2 separate regions of the Anas platyrhynchos genome follow, and region 1 is linked to region 2. A link is a contact called in public Hi-C data. All regions are on one chromosome and are shown on one strand. The core of a region is the stretch at or near the end of the contact, and the rest is flanking DNA. Distances in the headings are between cores, read along the strand shown. Region 1 overlaps LOC106018809 (a long non-coding RNA gene). Region 2 overlaps POC1B (POC1 centriolar protein B).

What was found. Hi-C and Micro-C count contacts between places; a contact is called where the count stands out from the background.
Region 1: a contact with region 2 is called in a Hi-C map of small yellow follicle, with 3 times the contacts expected there. The contact joins two enhancer-like sites. A contact is called at or near these places in 4 of 8 Hi-C or Micro-C datasets (F5 follicle, liver, small yellow follicle and 1 more).

Annotation. Positions count from the first base shown.
Region 1 is chr1:49,298,600-49,301,299 of IASCAAS_PekinDuck_T2T, reverse strand. The region is part of intron 1 of LOC106018809 (a long non-coding RNA gene); the gene reads right to left. Among named protein-coding and RNA genes, the nearest start is that of DUSP6, 100 kb to the right of the region's middle. Within about 2 kb of position 1,374, at least 2 of the 8 cell types and tissues checked have an H3K27ac peak or open chromatin away from gene starts, as enhancers often do. A contact at or near this core is called in small yellow follicle, where this site is marked.
Region 2 is chr1:49,140,059-49,142,758 of IASCAAS_PekinDuck_T2T, reverse strand. All of the region lies in intron 10 of POC1B (POC1 centriolar protein B), which reads right to left. Among named protein-coding and RNA genes, the nearest start is that of GALNT4, 27 kb to the right of the region's middle. Within about 2 kb of position 1,353, at least 4 of the 8 cell types and tissues checked have an H3K27ac peak or open chromatin away from gene starts, as enhancers often do. A contact at or near this core is called in small yellow follicle, where this site is marked.

The DNA.
Region 1 (2,700 bases), core at 125-2,624, 160 kb before region 2:
GGCAGGAATGCAAGAATCATTAGAATGTAAGTTAACTGCTGTGCTTTCTAGAACAGGCACTTCATGCAGCTGCTGAAATAGCTCTGCTGAAAAGCAGACTAGCATACCAATTTCCAGATTTTCAGATCTTACACTGTACGTACCAATGCATTTGTAAATTCTTCATCACTTATGCAGACATATTCTTATACATGTAAAATTTATTTCCAAAAAAATACACTTAAAGTGACTTTTTAAATAATCCAACCATGCAACCCTGCAGGAAGGTTACACAGGGTACTGATTTTAACTTTTCCTAGTGAGACACAGAATACAGGTTTGCTACTTCTCACCATACACTATGAGAAAATAATTTTCCTTGGGAATATAATTTATCAGAGTTGAGCTTCATGTCTTAATATGTCATTGGACTCTCAGAGCAAGTTTTTTTTTATTGTTTGTTTGTTTGTATTTGTTTGTAAGTTACGGAAATGTCTTAGTTATTTTATTGAATATATATGTGTGTGTATATATATATATATATATATACATAAAGAGAGAGAGAGAATAAGGCTACTTTCAGTTCACTCACTTGATCTAATGCCAGCATCCACAATAACTCTTTGGATAGGAATGGACCTTAAAGCATTACACTTGCCAAATTTTTGTCATAAAAATACAGCCAGTATTAATAGCTATGAGCATTTCCGGTGTCACTCTTGACTTGTGGAAGGGGATCCCCTGCCACATTCCAGACTGACGTCTGCTGGGGACAGCCACCTTTGCAAGTGCCAGCTGAGGTCCTGCAGGGAAGGGCCCACTTCCAACTATCACCCAGAAAACAGAATTATCAGTAGGGTAGAGAAGATACATAAGAAAATCTTGAAATCAGCATGGCATTCTAGTAATGAAAGAGAAGCAAGGTATGAAAAGAAGAAAAGAAAACATTATAATAAACTCTTGGCTGGTAGAACTTCTTACCCTTTCAATACATGCAAACATTAATTTTGTAGTTTTATAGTTCCATAAACATTTTAAATGAAGAGCCTAAAGATTTTAAATTGAAGGAAAGAAAAAAATATGTAAATTTAAATACATTTTAAATGTGCTCTGCCACAGAAGTAATTCTCCTTGTTTCTTCTTAAGTCTTGTATGTTTACATTTTTACATATCTATTTATGGTTAGAGCAGTCTAACATAACATTAAAAGAATTAATCTTATCACCACTGAGGAAGCCCTGGAAGATAAAATCAGGATTGCTCTTTGATCATTAAATGGCTTTAGAATTCAGCACACAAACAGAACTCTCTCTTATCAAATGTCAGAGACACAGCTATGTCTGCTTGTGAAAGACATCCTTTTTTCCTTCTCAAGCATGTATACACAGATCTTCACATGCAACACATACCTTTTTATTTTAATTTTTTTCCTCATCTAGTTCTATTGGTTGTACTTGTACAGTGTGAGAGGAAATTTTTTGGTTTTGATTTCTGTAGGGGAGGGGATAAAGAAGAGTTGAATAAAGTAGATTAAAAAAGAAGGATCTCTGTCCTTCCAAAAATTCATGTGGCCAAACCCAATTAGAGTGTCCTGAGGGTACTTGTAATCTTGAAACACAATTACCTACCTGCATCAAAGTACTCTCACATCCACAGTATACAGCATGTTCAAAATATGTGTAAAAATACTAAAGCATTACCATAATGATTTGCAAGTAAATTCATAAACAAACATGGAAATATTTGGGGTGATGTTGATATGCATAATGAATATACTAGTTAGGATGCATTTTGGGACATATTACACTTATTCACAATATATGTATAAATAAGTAAAATATCTTTATGATTCAATATTCCAGCCCCAGGTTGGGGCTGAACCATGGTGTCTGCAGTGCATGGTGACAGGTTGGCTGGAAGTGCAGAGGCAGAGCAGGAAGGATGATGTCAGGGGGCTGTGGAGGCTGGAAATGAGGGTGGAAGCCAAGGATGAGAATCTCAAATTGGTAAAAGCATTGACATAGCCATTCTCCTCCCCCCCACTCCCCCCGCCCCTTTGTTGTTTTTTTTTTTCTCCACTCAATTATCAGCAACAAGTATGAACTGACATTAATAGTCAGTAGAAATCTCAAAGATTGGCATGGATTGAATCATGGAAGGTCAGATAGAAAAGGGTCAGGAGGACTGGCAGCTGATCTATTTCTCATCAGCCCCTGGTGATGATTCAAGCTTGTGGCTTACTACTGCTAACTGCCAGGCATGGTAACTCAGAGAAAAACTTGATTCAATTAAATCCTTGGGTTGCAATGCAATTATTAAAAAAAAAAAAAAAAAAGGTTTACTGCCTTTCTATTTCTATCAATTTGTACTTTTCCCATAGCCTGGCATCTCCCTCACCTCCTCTCAGGCTCTCAATCACATTTCTTGTGTCTCTTTTCACACAGAAATCACACAGAATTGTCTAGGTTGGAAGAGACCTCAAGATCATCGAGTCCAACCTCTGACCTAACACTAACAAGTCCTCCACTAAACCATATCACTGAGTTCGACATCTAAACGTCTTTTAAAGACCTCCAGGGATGGTGACTCCACCACTTCCCTGAGCAGCCCATTCCAATGCCTCACAACCCTCTCAGTAAAGAAGTTCATCCTAATATCCAACCTAAAACACCCCTGGCGCAACTTTAGCCCATTCCCCCTCATCCTGTCACCAGGCACGTG
Region 2 (2,700 bases), core at 104-2,603:
ATTAGTTTTCTATTATGTGGTGTGAATATTAATTTTGCACCTTGAAGTGGTGCTAAGGCTCTGTCTAGAACAGAGGAAGGTAAAGCAGATGGGAGAAAGACTGATGGGAGAGGTCAGTGTCGATTTTGATCAAAGCCCTTCTACTGCTGGCATCACTCCTCAGTGCTGAACTCTGATGTAGTCTAGAGTTTTGGTCAAGGAACACAAGCAGGGCTTTTCTTTTGTCTCTTCTTACAGGACAAGGATTCTGGTCTTCTTATTAAAAGGGCAGTGACACAACTTTCCTTTGGTAGAGACAAGCATACAAATGTCATGCAATAATCTGAGTTTAAGTGAAAAGCTGAATGTTGAAGGTCCCAAGGAAACACGAGATGCATGAACTGTGGCAAACTTGTGATTTCAGACAAACTTTAACAACTGCTGGGCACAGGGAAGTGCCACAAAAATTCTGCTCCACTGGATGTTCCCTTCTACATTGGACTCGGGGCCCAGAGGAGGTGATATAGCTGTAAAGTTCTATTTTTTTTCCCCTTTCTTCCTTTTCCCCTTCCCTTAACCGCAGCAAAGAGGGTTGGTGTTTATTTCCAAGTACAGCTGAAGCCAGGAAAGAATGCAGATCATAATATATTTGAAGTTGCATGGTAAGTAAAATATGCAGTTTTTAGCTTTTAAGATAAAATTCTTGTGTCATGCTCTTCTATAGAATTCTAGAGCTGGGTTAAGGAAGAGACAATATTCCCAGATGATCTTTTCAAAATAAGTTCCCACGAGAAGAAGAGTTGTGTAAGTTTTAACGTACACAGAGATGGAAGAACTAGATGCAAGTTTTGAATTTGTCATCGCTGCCACACTTTACTACTTACATGGGGTTGTTTATTTCTTGGCTGTACTAAAAATAAAGGCAGTAAAAATTGTGTCAAAAATATATACACCCTGAAATACATACTGAGGAATCTATGTGCATACAGTAAATGAGAATACAGATGCTTCTAACATTTGCATTAAGAGATTTAACACAAATGCAATACAGATTTATTAACAATGTCTTACCTCGAGGAATAAAAAATTCACATGATCTTATTTTCTTTAAAATATTTAACAGGTTTTGGGGGAGAAGGAATTCATTAGGTCACTATCTATTTTAAAACATAGTATTTCCTGTTACCGTAAACAGTCATTATCTTTCCTCTTCCAACAATGAACCCATACTCTTAACTTTGTAGAAACCATACTGAAAAAGAATAATAAGTATGTCTTATTTTGTGTTAACTAGCACTGGAAGAGAAAGAACAGCAAACATCTCACAGCCAGTGCAGACTTTCTGACTTCCAGATTACAGCACATTGCTTTGCTTCCTCCAAATCCTGTTTACATGAGCAAGGTCAAGGGATGGAACATTAGAGAGCCTCTACAGTGATTTCCTGCTGCTGTCAGTAAAAACTACTGAGACATCATCAACTTTCCCTTGTTCCCAACAGCTTATCAGGGACTGGAGGTTATCGATGTATTGACTTACAGACTTTTTTTTTTGCCAACCTCCCTCCCTCAAAACTACAAGTAAGATCAGAGGACAAAACAGATCAGAGGAAAATAGTTCCAAAGTAATGTTTTCAGGGTTTTTGGTGAGATAGGAATAAAAAAAAGACCCACACAGCTGTCCCAAAATCTTGACCCCCCCCATTCAGTGAACATTTTCACAGTTTAAAAGGGTAGCACAGACCTCATTTCTAACAACTGCAACAGATGAAGACTCCTACCATTGGAAAAGTCAGGGCATTACAAAAATACCAGTTAGTTAAGCATATTCTGTGTTTTTATACTCATTTCAGTAACACACGGGAGACCTGAATAAATGAATCATCAAATTCAAAACTATTTTCCTGAAAATATCAATATACTGACATAATTACAAAGATATTAAGAAATTCTGGTTCAAAAGAAAACAGCTCTGTACCGATGATTACACTTAAGTTTTTCCACTGATACAATCATCATGTTCCCTTCACTAAGTTCACAAAAGAAGTTGCATCAGTTTGGATCTTAGACAAAAACAGTGTTCAAGAAGAACTGCCTTTACAACTTATAAGTTAAAACAAATGCTGAAAAGATACAGTATTTAAAGTTTAATTATTTGATTGTTTTCCAGCAAAATCCCTACAATAAAATTATTTCTGTATATCTTGGCTTAGTTTTCAGTGCAAGAAAATTAAAGTAAATTTGGAAAACAAAAACGTGTGAGTAGGCATTTTCAAGTATGGAAGTTACTTTGAATTGTTGGCTTTGATAAAACAATAAATTATGTCTGAGGACTTTAAATATTCCTTGAGGAGAAGAGAAAGAGTGACAAGAAAACATAATACCAGTATTTCCTCATACAGATAAATCTCAAAGTATAAATAAATTAAGAAAATATATTTTTAATTCACAACAATAAGGAGTATCAAATTTTAAAATATTTGTTTTTAAAGTTTTGTCTGTGCAGATTGCTGTAAAGAATAAATGACAATATTACTTAGCTTCACCTTAACTATCTGGAGTTGTATGCAGTTTGGGACTTCTCAATACAAGACAGACACTGACATCCTGAAACAAGTCTAGATGAGAGCGAGCAAGATGGTGTGGGTGCTGAAACACATGATATGCAAGGAGAGGCTGAAAACAAGGTTTGTTCAGCCTCATGGAAGGTAGGACAGGAGATCT